Regions from separate parts of the Mus musculus genome. Here all the other regions are linked to region 1. The links are chromatin contacts, called in public promoter capture Hi-C maps. All regions are on one chromosome and are shown on one strand. Each heading gives the region's core, a stretch centred on a gene start, on an enhancer-like site or on the middle of the called end of the contact. The rest is flanking DNA. Distances are from core to core; before and after follow the strand shown.

The links. Promoter capture Hi-C pulls out the DNA fragments that hold promoters and counts their contacts.
Region 2: a contact with region 1 is called in a promoter capture Hi-C map of liver, with 2.8 times the contacts expected there. The contact joins the promoter of Tmem176b here to the promoter of Pdia4 in region 1. A contact is called at or near these places in 2 of 39 promoter capture datasets (both in liver).
Region 3: a contact with region 1 is called in a promoter capture Hi-C map of pre-B cells, with 4 times the contacts expected there. The contact joins the promoter of D030074P21Rik here to the promoter of Pdia4 in region 1. A contact is called at or near these places in 5 of 39 promoter capture datasets (the 3T3-L1 cell line, the HPC-7 cell line, embryonic stem cells and 1 more), 1 of 484 Hi-C or Micro-C datasets (embryonic stem cells) and 2 of 115 datasets of contacts at active chromatin or transcription factors (embryonic stem cells and stem cell-derived neural progenitor cells).

What each region holds. Positions count from the first base shown.
Region 1 is chr6:47,811,931-47,815,916 of GRCm38.p6, reverse strand. It overlaps Pdia4 (protein disulfide isomerase associated 4), which reads left to right and starts at 2,405. Exons shown (of 10, transcript NM_009787.2): 1 at 2,405-2,700. The coding sequence starts at 2,613. It also overlaps the pseudogene Rpl35a-ps7 and a transcript of Zfp786 not described here.
Region 2 is chr6:48,840,027-48,844,019 of GRCm38.p6, reverse strand. Tmem176b (transmembrane protein 176B) reads left to right here and starts at 2,646. Exons shown (of 7, transcript NM_001164207.1): 1 at 2,646-3,024. It overlaps Tmem176a (transmembrane protein 176A), which reads right to left and starts at 2,537. Exons shown (of 7, transcript NM_025326.4): 1 at 2,431-2,537; 2 at 1,619-1,816; 3 at 1,321-1,431; 4 at 179-235; 5 at 1-59. The coding sequence starts at 1,813.
Region 3 is chr6:49,211,326-49,215,565 of GRCm38.p6, reverse strand. It overlaps D030074P21Rik (a long non-coding RNA gene), which reads left to right and starts at 2,306. Exons shown (of 2, transcript XR_869057.2): 1 at 2,306-4,240. Igf2bp3 (insulin-like growth factor 2 mRNA binding protein 3) reads left to right here and starts at 612. Exons shown (of 15, transcript NM_023670.3): 1 at 612-1,269; 2 at 2,239-2,299. The coding sequence starts at 1,095.

The sequences.
Region 1 (3,986 bases), core at 1,156-3,655:
AGTAGTGCATAGACATACATGCAAGTAAAACTCCTATGCACGTAAAACAAGATAAAAATAAAAATGAGGGGCTAAAACTGGGTCTGGTGACACATACCTTTAATCTCAGCACTTGGAGGCAGAAGCAGGTAGATCCCTAAGTTCCAGGCCAGCCTGATCTACGGAGTGAGTTTCAGGACAGTCAAGGCTACATAGAGACATCCTGTCTTGAAAATCAAAACCACTCTTTCCGCCATCTTGGCACCTGTGGAGGCCTGCTGGGAACAGGACTTCTAACAGCAAATATGTCTGGAAGGCTGTGGTGCAAGGCCATTTTTGCTGGCTACAAGCGAGGTCTCCGGAACCAAAGAGAGCACACGGCTCTTCTTAAAATTGAAGGCGTTTATGCCCGAGATGAAAAGGAGTTCTACTTAGGCAAAAGATGTGCTTATGTGTATAAAGCAAAACACAATACAGCAACTCCTGGAGGTAAACCAAACAAAACCAGAGTGATCTGGGGAAAAGTCACTCGGGCCCACGGAAACAGCTGTATGGTTCGTGCCAAATTCCGAAGCCACCTTCCTGCAAAGGCCATTGGACACAGAATCCGTGTGATGCTGTACCCATCCCAGATTTAAACTAATGGAGAGTAAATAAATAAAAGTAGATTTGTGCTCTTGTAAAAAAAAAAAAAAAGAAAAAAGAAAAAAAAAAGAAAAAAGAAAAAAAAAAAAAAAGAAAATCAAAACCAAATAACCACCACCACTACCACCAATAACAAAACCAAAAAGCAAAATCAAACAAACATAAAACCAAACAAGACCCCAAAAAACAAACAACAAACAAAACAAACACACGTGAGAGTCTAGAGCACCCACTTTTTAGCTCCAGAAAATCTGATGCCCTCTTCTGACCTCTGAATACATCAGGCATGTATATACACATAAACACTCTTACAGATAAAATAATAAAAGTTAAAAGAAATGGAGCTATTTTTGTTTTATGTTGGAGGAGAGGTCATAGGTTTGTGTGTATCTGGTTTTGTTTGTTTTGAGACGAGGCATTACTCTCTTGTCCAGTTTAGCTTTGAATTTCTGGGCTAAAATGATCTGCTTTAGACTCCAAAGTAGTTGAAACTACAGAAAAGAATTATATCAGAATAATAAAAAAGGTAGAACCATCACTGAGTTCTACAGAAAACACAAGAGACTGCAGTAATCTCTTGTGGTTTAACCTAGATAGAATCAATCATAAACCTCATGAATCCAGAGCATGTAGGTTGTGTGCCTGTCTAGTCTTAATTTAGTTTTCAAAACATATAATCTGAACTTCTGGCTGTGGACATGCATGCAGGAATTGTCACAGATACACTAGTAGATAGACAATCCCAATGGACTACTTCTCTAGAGAGAGATCTGCAGGAGTAAAGGAAAACACATATTCAAATTGGCCTAGGAACCTAGCCTAATAGTGCTAAAATGACAACCCAGGGGAGTAGTGATAAATACAGCTCATTTTCTCCTCCTGTATACATCAGAAAATATTGCAGGACTCTCTAAGATTTATTTATTTAGCCTCATTTGTCTTCTACGTCATATCATATGTTAATCCACAGGTGCTAACCCTAATGCCAGTACAGCTTTCTTTTCTGACATGCAAACCTAGTTTCTTTTCCAAAACACTCACGGTTATTTCTAGATCTAAATCACTAGATTGGTTATCTCTCTCTCTCTCTTCAGAAAAATCATAATACAAGGCAACGTTCAGACAAGACTCTGACTTATAGACTTAGTCATGGAGTCCAAGTTGTAATTTTTCTTTTCTTTCTTTCTTTCTTTCTTTCCTTTCTTTCTTTTTTTTTTTTTTTTGCGACAGGATATCACTAAAAGTCATGGGTCTCTGCCTCCACAGACCTGGAGTCAGCCCACCCAGCTCTGAAACAACTAATCTATTTCATATACCTCTCCGAACCTAGTATCTAGGAAAGAAACTCAAACTTTTATATGCTCAACAGAAAAAACAAGAAGCCAAAGAACAGGGGAACAGAGGCGGGATCTCTGATCTCACTTTTTCCCAAAAGTTCTGTCCTCTTTAGTTTCCTGCACAAGGACAGCCTCAGACGGACGAGCCTACACATGCACCCCACCATTTCCTTGAGTTTCTTACACGTGTTCTTCCTGCCAAGCTTGGCCAAAGGGAGCTGACCTCCCAACCAATCCCTCCCCTCGGAGTGCTCAAGCCCCGCCTCCCTGTGCAGGGCTGGTTGCCTTTGTTCTCCCCCGCACTCTTTCCGGACCTGGGCGCTCCAAGCAAACCGAGTGGCAGCCCGTGATTGGTGGTCGCGGCACAGCCAATCAGAAGGGGGCACCTCACACTAGGGCTCGGAGTTTTAAACGCGGAGCTGAGGGGCGCGCCCGCGCGGAGGGCTCAGGCAGCGGGGCGGGGCGGTGTAGGCGGGGCGCCACGGCTCTCGCCCTGATTCGTGCGGGGATTGGACGGGCCGCGGCTTCCTTACCTCCAACCAATCACCGGCCTGAACTTCCTGGAGGCTTTGGTGCGCTCCGGCGTCGCTCGGGAGGTCGGCGAGTGCTCTGCGGTGGCCGGTGTCTGCAGGCCCAGCTCTGCACCCAATCATGAAGCTCCGGAAAGCTTGGCTGTTGGTCCTGCTCTTGGCGCTGACACAGCTGCTGGCTGCTGCGAGCGCCGGAGATGCACACGAAGGTGAGCGGGAGGGCGGGTCGGAGGAGCAGCTCGCGTGGGTTGCAAACCTTGCTGGGGCCTGACAGGGTGCTTCGCTCACACCCCTGCGGAATTAGTGACCCGGTAGCAACGAACTTAATGGAGTTTCAGTGTAGGGCCGAATCTAGGGGTGTGGGCCTCTTTAGTTCCTACCTGAGACTAGGACACGGAGGGACGTGCCGAGTGCCTGGTTCGCAGCTCGTCTCTTTACCCTCACTACTGAGATTTGCCCCTTTGTTGAGTAAAATTTTCTGGAGAATACTCTCGTTTCCAAAACCGGTTTTAGAAAACGGAGGCGGGATGGCCGCTAGTAGGACCTGGAAGAGGCAGTCGCAGATACTGGGCATCTATATCAAGAAGTAGAAATAACTCAGGCTTTGTTTTCGTCTTTTATGGAAACTGGAGCTGCCGTATACAAGCATTTTATTCAGCGCCTTTTTTTGCCAGTCGCTGCACTGTGTTTTGAAAGTCGAGGCTGGTGGTGCATGTATTCTAGTAGGAACAGTATGTGTAACTCATAGACGTTATGCCCGCACCCTTTCTTCGAAATCCTCTACCGAAAACATAAAAACTTTGAAAATAGGAAGTACTAGTTAACGTTGTTCCTAGAGAACGGGTCTGATCGACACCTTTCCCTTCTAACCACTAACTTGTTGCCTACTAGGTTTAGTCTAATATAAACAAACCCCATTTTTAAAGTTTAGTGTGGAGGGGGAATGTGAACTTTATACTCCTAGGTTGAGTAAGATTCCTGTGGATCATTGATTTATGAGTCTTTGCCCAGGTAGGAAAGAGTAGAAATGAAGAGACTGCTGAAAGGGGCCAACTATCCGTCCTACCTATGAGTATATCTTGGCACTTTTGTCCAAACTGACTGAGGGCTCATTTCTTATAGAGACCCAAAATACATTGAAACAGAAAGAGGGCAGAGTCTTCATTTTAAGCAAATTTTTCACTTTTCAAAGCAGAATAGGCTTTGTGGGGGACACATGAAAGTTTGAGAACCAGTGTAGTTTGGTGTATGCTTTAAGAACGTGTTAAAAACTACACGGTTGTGAGACAGTGGTCAGTTTTAGGGTGATGTATGTTTGTTTGTTCAAGATGGGGGTCTCATTATGTAGCTTGGAGCTCATCATGTAGACCAGGCTGGCCTTGAGCTCAAGAGCTCTGCCTGCCTCTGGGCAGGGGTTAAAATGCCAGGAAGTGTGAAAAGTGTGACTTCTTGAGAGGCCTGGGTGAGTGGATTTCAAAGGTTGTTTAGACTAGCC
Region 2 (3,993 bases), core at 1,397-3,896, 1.0 Mb before region 1:
ACGATGGCAGCCACAGCGGTGCAGAAACTTGCCAGCACAAGAAGGGTCCTCATCAGGGCCTAGGTAGAGCAGAAGAGAGACCTCAAAGATTCAGTTTTAGCCAGCCTGTGTGTGATGGGGCAGGAGGTCTAGCATAGCCTTGAGGCAGAGCCTGGGTCCTGCCTGGTCCTAAACTTACCCAGCAGGTACCACCCCGTTTCTTGTGAAGGAAGGCAACAGCTCCAGCCAGCATAGCCTAAGGAGTGATTGAACCAAAAGAATCAGTATAGGACAAGTGTCTGTTAATCCCCCGCCTCATTTCCTCTGTGTTTGCCATCTGTAGTGCCAGCCACATGGCCTAGAGCATTTCCTCTGCATCTCAGATGTTCTGCTATGTTCTGTTGTCTATGGTGGAGTAACTGTGTGGGACAATGAGCTTGGAGCACAGTTGTGAGGCTGTAGGGCACTGTTTTATTGACACCTAAGTGTACACGGTTGAGTCAGGTGGGAACCTTCCTATCCATCCCAACCACCTTCTTTTAAAGTCACACTAAATTCTTCAAGAACGTTCCAGGGACCAGAGATCTTGTAGGTCAGAGTCCCATACTGTTGGAAAAGCTGGGGATGCAGAATGTGACTTTAGGCAGCCTTGGGTCCAGACACTTGTCTTAGCAGCCGTTGGGTCCATCTAACTAGGATAGAAGAACGGGGAGTCTGACGCAGTTCGGTGGGCAGATGGGTCCTGATCCTATTTGATTATTCTATAACCAGTCCATATAATCCTGCCATTGGATGGATTAGCATGGTTACTTTAATCTCTCCTCTCAATACATATGTTTTGCTGTTCTGAAAGTGTGGGTCTATCAGAAAGTCCTTTGTACCTATGACATAACCAGCTCAACCTAACCAGCTGTCGTTAAATACAATAGCACTCTTCTGACAAAATTCATCCCTGGATCCCCATAGGATGAGCATAAGGAAGTAAGAGAGCCAGAAGACAATGCTTCCTGCCTGATGCACTCCGCTTTCCCTGTCTTGAGGCAGGCATTAGAGGTAGATAAGCCCTGAGAGCCTTAACTGTTGATGACTACTGATGGCAAGGAGCTTCTGTCAGCCTGCTGGGAGAAGCATGGGACAAGAGACAAAGCTGACCTGCAGCTGCACAGGCGACCATTTCATCATTTGTCATGTACACAAGCACCAGACTGGCTTACTTAATTCAGGTCTTGTTTGGCTACATACTCTGGGGTGCCACATCAATGGTGGTGGTGGAAGGGAAGCAAAGGGACCGCCATCCCTGTGCTCTCAGACAGCCCTGGACCTTCATGATGCCACACTCACCACGATCCCAGTCCAGAAGGGGGCGCCTTCGGAATACATGGCTAAATAATGGCCTATGTAGAGGGTTCCACCCAGAACCACACTCAGAGCCCCCAGCACAGTCTGCACCACCTGGAAGAGAGAGGACTTGAAACACAGCTCTCCAGCAGCAGGGCTACCTGTTAGCTGCAACTGTCTGTACACACAGACAAAATCAACTCAATGTCTTAGGAGGACAGATGTATAGAGGAGGCCAGAGGAAAATATGGCCCAAATGAGGGTCCCTCCCTGGGCCCATCAAGCACGTAGCTACTCTCACCCAGGAGGCCACCAGCACTCTGCTGCTGCCCTGGCTCTGGGTGGAAGCGGATGCTGGAATCCTTAGCAATGAGCATCCGGCCAGCAGAAGTTTGGCCAGAGCAGACTCCTGGTGGATGTGCACATCAATGTGGGTGGGTTGTGGAGCCTCAGGGTCCACCTTGCCGACGACTGCAGTCTCCATGTCTGTGGACATCGTCTGTGAGGGAGAAAAGGAAAAGCAGGAAGAAATATTTGGCAGATGTTTCAGAGGCGGCTTGGAGTTGGGGGCTAACAGAGACACAGAATGGCTGCCCCTGGCTGTGGAGCTGTATCTTCAGCTCTTTTGGAGGGTTGTCTGTCAGGGAAGCCTGATGCTGGAGTACCCGCTTCACCCCACATTTGCTTTGTGCCCCACTGCCATGGTCTTCAGGAGCCTGATGTTTGGATCAAGCAGAACGCACACAACCTATCTCTTCACCCAACCTCTGATTGGATCTCTTCTCCCCAGCATTTTCTGAATCCAGGTCAGAGGCCAAGCCCCTTAAACAGTGTCCCCCTCTAACTGCCCCATAAGCTTCTGTTGCAATTATCTCTTCCCTACCAGGGTCCCAGGGACCACCTCACCCAGACGCCACCATCTCCTTGGATGAACGACAAGCACTGACTGACCCTGTCCCCACAGAATTGAGTGGTAGAGATGGAGGCCATACCTGTCCCTGGAGGCACACCCCAGTGTGTCCACTCCCCTAGCAAGCTCGCAGGGCGTCAGACTGGATGGATCTGGATGGACTGGGAAACGAGCTATGCTAAAGTGATGGTGGGCTGTCTTACCTGATTCCTCTGGGACCGGGGAAGTGTGCAGCAGGGAAGGCCAGAGCTCACACAGAGGCGCTGGCAGTAGTTGAGAACTTCAGCCCTGGCAGGAGGAAGAACCTGGGTGGGAGCCAGAAGGGGAGGGGGAATGGGCAGACCTCAACACTTCCTGGCAGGCAGCTGGGACTGAGGGCCCCTTTAGGGGTTTTCCAGCAGGCAGCTCCTCACTGGGCACTGGAGAGCTGGAGAAGGTGGGCGAGGTAAGAGCTGGGGTTGGCACTGATTGTTCCTGTGGAATCCTTTGATTGCACAGTGCTCTCTCTCCCAGTCAGGGATAGAGCTTTCTGAGCAGGTGCTGGCCTGTGCCACCTTGGGTGTATGAGTGTATCTGTGTCACCTGTATCCCTGCTCCAGCAGGCCTGATCATCTACTCCTGATGGACCCCCCTCAAGTGGGGCCCTTTCCTGTCAGCTACTTGCTGGCAAACTGAGAGACTCCATGTCAGGCCCCATCCCTCCACCCCCTTCTTGCTCTCCTCTCTCTGGGGTCAGCTTTAAGCCAGCTCCTCCCAGACCTCTCAGTTCCAGCCCCACCCATCGCAGAGGACAGCAGGTGAGACAGGACCCTTCACGGCCCCTTGGTAGCCCCCTTTTGAAGCATAGGGTTCCTTCTTCTCTGGAAGAGTCTCCAAGTCTACTCCTCAAGCTCCATCTTGGCTCAGGATGCTTCTCCTTCCTTCTATCTCTGCTTTCCTGTAGGACTCTGGGGAGGGAGGGATGTGTTGGACAGAGGATGTGACTCTGGAAACAGGGCTGAGGCTGGGGAGGTCAGAGTCTGGCTTTACCTTCCATAGTTATCAGTGCCTCACGCCTGCGTTCTAAGAGCAGGGCCTTTGAGACCACGCAGAGGTGGGACAGCTGTGGGGACACGGGGTGTTCTTTTTCTTTGTTTCTGAACACTGGGAGGAGGGATATCAGAGAGCCACTATCTGGAGCGGTGCCAGAAGTGGTGAGAGGCTTCTTGGTGCCTAGGGCTTTAGTTCCTGCTCTGCAGAGGAAGCAGAGGGATTCTGGGTGGCCAGGGCAGGGATAGCACTGGGGGTCTAGAGGGGGCCAGCACCCAGACAACTGAGACTTTATTCCTGGAACCTCAAGGGAAGGTGTGAACCTGAGGCCTTCATTTGTGTTTCTCTTCGTCCCTCCTGAAAAGTTGTCAGACTCCTGTGCTTTCGGCTCTGAGGTGCACGGGTGAGTGGAAGGTGCTCCGTGGCGTGGGGGAGAACATGAAGGGATGCAAAGGGAAGTGACTGGAGTGGCCGTCAATATCCAGTCAGAACTGATGCTTAACCAGACTGCCCAGGAGAGCCACTGGGCAGAACTTCTTTTGGACAGAGGCAAGCCATCAGAGGGGCTAAATGGTTGTTATAAGCCCATAACAGGAGACAGTGGGAAGCTGTGTTAAGCTCTGTGCTGATTAGAATGGAGGCCACGCTGAGGAAGTAATCAGGCAGAATATGAAGACCTCATGGGCCTGCCTGAGGCCCTATGGAAACTCGGAACAGTGGTTTTATTCAGTGGGAGA
Region 3 (4,240 bases), core at 1,057-3,556, 1.4 Mb before region 1:
CTCATTTATCCAGAGTCTTCTCGTAGCCGAGCAGCCAATGAACGGCGAGGCGGAGAGCCACCCGGAGCGCAGGCGGAGGAGGTGTCGCGTAGACACCCGCCCAGGACGTCGGCTCCCCTCCCCCACGCCGGCCCGGGCCGCCCCGCTTGCTCGGTCCCCGGGGCCCTCGAGGGGAGCGGCGCTCTGCCCCCGGGTTCTACTTTCCCCGGTCATCAGAGCCACCGACTGAGTTCGAGATTGTCATTCAGATTTCGTTGTTAAGTGACCCATTTTTTAAAAATCGAATGGTTACAAACTACGGTAACTGCAACCGCGGGACCCCCTAACCGCTTCCTCATCTTAAGGAAAAAGGATCGTTCGTCTGACCCTCCCGAGGCTCGGACCCTTTGGAAACTCGCCGTGCCCATCGCGCCTGGCGCCGGCTGCAGCGGCTGGACGCTCTCCACCCCCTCCCCGGCTCCGGCTCCGGCTCCAGCTCGGGGTCCCTCCTCGCCCAATCTCGCTTCCCCTCCCCCTCTCGCTTTTTTTTTTTTTTTTTTTTTTTCTCTTTCCTCCGAAACCCACTCTAATTGAGGCGCTGGGATTCCTCACGTGAGACGTTGATTTGTAGTTTGAACACGTGGCTCATTCAAAAAGCCGGACACTCGGAGCGGCTGCCCCCGCCCCGCTCCCCTCGCCGCTGCCAGTCACCCCTCGGGGTTTTTTTTTTTTACGGGGAGGCGGCGCCTGCCCCACGTAGTGTGATATTTTCACAGCCCGCTGGCCGCTGCCAAAGGGGTTGGGGAGGAAGAGACAAAAAGTAGTTTCCCCCCGCGCCTCCTCCTTTCTCTCGCTAATCCCGCCTCCTCCCCAGAGTTAGGAAGACTCGACGCTGGGCTCGTCGCTAGGCTTTTTCTTTCTCTCTTTTTTTTAATACCCAGAAGAGGAAAAAGGACCCTGGGATCTGGTTTTCGCCCGCCGCTCCCGTGCTTGGGTCACTGTGTGGGTTTGAAAGCCAAGAGGAGAGGAACAAAATCCACCGGCTCCATCCTCCGCCGTGGGTGCTTTTTTTAATTTAGCATTTTCCTCGGGTTTTAAAACGACCCCTTTTCACAATGAACAAATTGTACATCGGGAACCTCAGCGACCACGCCGGCCCCGCGGACCTGGAAAGTGTCTTCAAGGACGCTAAGATCCCGGTGGCGGGCCCCTTCCTGGTGAAGACGGGCTACGCGTTCGTGGACTGCCCGGACGAGGGCTGGGCCCTCAAGGCCATCGAGGCGCTTTCAGGTGGGGCCCGCGCGCGTGGTCGGGGCCTCCCCGTCTCCGCAGCTGCCATCCGGGACCCCGCTTGCGGGGCGGGTGGGGGTGGGGAGGGGGACGCGCTGTCAGTCGCGGGGCGCGGCGCGGCGCGTGCTGCAGGCCGGGCCAGGCGGGCCTTGGGGCCCAGCGTGGACGCCCGCCGGGCCCTCTGTCTGGTCGCTGTCCCCCAGCCGTAGAGAACAGAAAGTGGCCTGAGCCTACGCCCGGGGGGAGGCCGCGTCCAGGCGGTCCCGCTCCACGCCGCCGCGTCCACCTCGCGGGGTCGTTAGAGCGAAAGGGGCAGGTGGGCGGCGGCGGCCGGCTGTTGCCAGAACGGCAGCCCTGCCACGCGCGGCGCCGCAGTCCCGGCCCGTGCGCGCAGCCGCGGCCCGGGTGTCTGAGTGCGCTCTGCCTGGATGCCCGAGGGGAGAGCAGCTGTCCGTGCCTTTCGGTTTCCACCGTCCCCAGCTGGACTCGAGGCCGGCGCCTTGATGGGTCAGCGCGCGTGGACCAGCACCCCGGCCGCCCAATCTCCTCCTGGCACCCTGGCTCTTTAATCCCATCGCCCAGTGCTCCAGGCCAACCTGGATGTGGACCAGAAAGAAGGCCGCGCGCCCCCATGGCAGGCTGTTTGTTGGGGGTGTGTCTCTTGCAGACCTTGGGGTGCGGGGTGGCCCTTGGAGGGGGTCAGGAGGCGAAAATTGCAACCCAAGTGGTGAGCCTGACTCTTGCTCTCCCTCCCCAGCTTTCTGCAAGTTAAAAAGCCACACCCACCCGAAGGGTCAGCTCTGCACCCTCTCCTTGCCCTGCTCCTCCCTTGTCCTTGAGTCGGGTGGGAATCTTGGGGCCCTGCTGAGGTCACTGAAGCAGGGTGTGTTTTCTCTTAAAGACTGTAGATTTCAAGGTGGGGAAAGCTGCTGAATTTAGCCCGTCGTCTTGCCTCTTGTGTGTTCACAGGTAAAATGGAACTACATGGGAAACCGATGGAAGTTGAGCACTCGGTCCCTAAACGGCAGAGGTGAGCGGATTTACCCTTTTCTGGCCGCTTTTTAGGGAGGAAGCACAGAACACAGATGCAAACTCGGACCCTTTGGCTTACACGCTGGGGCCACGGTTCAGCTAGCTCTTTTTCTGCTTGCCTTTAAGTTTATGGCAGGTGTGTGTGCGCGCGCGTTGATAATTCTGGGACGTAAATGGGGGCTTGCCTGCGGCCCCTGCTTCTGGGTTATTGTTGCTGTTTTAAAAGCCTGTCAAGGAAGCTCTCACAGCTACATGTTCTTGGCAGAGCAGGTTTAGGTCTCAACTGGCAGCCCGAGTTTCAAAAGCCAATAGTCTTTGGGAACCTACGGGATTTAGAAGACAGGTCCAGGACAGATGTGGAGAAGCTGGTCCGCCGTGGTGGGCGCTTCTAATACAGGAGGAGGAACACAGTTGCTTTTGCCCTGGTTCACTGGCCAGCCAGCGGCCATTGGAACACAGTGAATGCTGGGGTCCTGGGGCCTTTCAAACACTCCAAAGTTGTTTTTTTTTTTTTGTTGTTGTTGTTTTTTTTTTTCCTAACAGTGCCTTTGTTCCAGCTCCTCCTGTCCCTTGGTGTATTTTGCTTACAAATAATCACCAAGAGACGGTGAAGGCTGGGGGAATCTGCAACTTCACTGAGATTTCTCTTCTATGAGAGCATCTGTAGCTGTCACTTTACAAAATATTTGCAGGCTATTTTAGCTACTGAAGCTTTTTGGAGAAGCGCCCCCCTTCCCCTCCCTCCCTGCCCTCCCCCCCCCCCCCCCCCCCCCCGACTCTGTAACTCTTAACTGGAAAGACTGAGGTTAGCCTGCTGGGTTTTGCAAGGTGGGGTTAGGGTTTCTGGCTGGCTTTTCAGTCTTCCCCCATTCCTAACCTGGAGCAAACAATAAGCCTGAAGTTAATTCAAACCAGGGCTGTGTGTATCTGGTTAAGTGTTTCTGAGAGTGTGCTCTGGGGGACAGAGGGATTTGCCCTGCAGAGACAGAGGGCAAGAATGCTGTGTGACTGTTTTGAATGAAGCTCTCTTCCACATGAATCACTTCACACTCCTCGTTTTAGAAATAAACTAGTGTGGATACTTGTAGGTTCCTTTTTAAGTCCTTGTTTAATTTCGCCTAAGATAATTGGAAAGATATTTGTGTAACCAGATTTAGGTCTATTTTGATAAGGGTCAAGTTATTTCATATAGTAGAATGTAGTCTTTTATTATTTTTGTTTACTCTTCTAAAGTAGATGTGGATAAAAAGTATCAAACTGATCTTGGTTTCATAGGAATTTAAACAATTGAGGCACAACTCATTTGCCCTTAAGAAGTTTAGAGACCTAGCCTGTGAATCAGCCATTTTGGAAAAACGAACCTTATTGCACACATGCTAGTTGGTTTCATGTTTATCCAGTGTGTCTTAGTGCTTGTCCCTCCGGCCCCCTTCCCGTCACTCCCCTCTCCCCCCCAATCTTTCAAGGGGTTGGTTTATGCAGGCGAGCACTCTACCACTTGAGGCACACCCTTAGCTCTTGGTTTTTAAATCCACTGTAGAATTAAAAGTAAGCAATACAACAAAACGAAGAGCTGGTGTTGTACCCTATTAGTAGAATGATTGCCTAGCATGCCAGAGGCCTTCCACTCCAGAATCCTTGGGCAGGGCAAATGATTATAATTAACAAAGGGACTGTTGTGAATTTAAAACATTAAATGTCTTTTTAAATTTAAAAACATTAAGTGAGTTTTTCAGCTCCAGCTAATGGGTTGACCTCAGTTTGCTGTATCCTCTGTTTTTTATTTTTGAAGTTAATGTCTTCCCATGTGTGGAGAATTAATTTAGGAACTTGGGTAACAACTGCTAGTCTTCCTCCTAAAGCTTTGCTTATGCTGGAAACAGTTACTTGTTACTGTTTGAATTGCAGGGTTCCTCTTTTGGAAGACTAGGAGATAGTA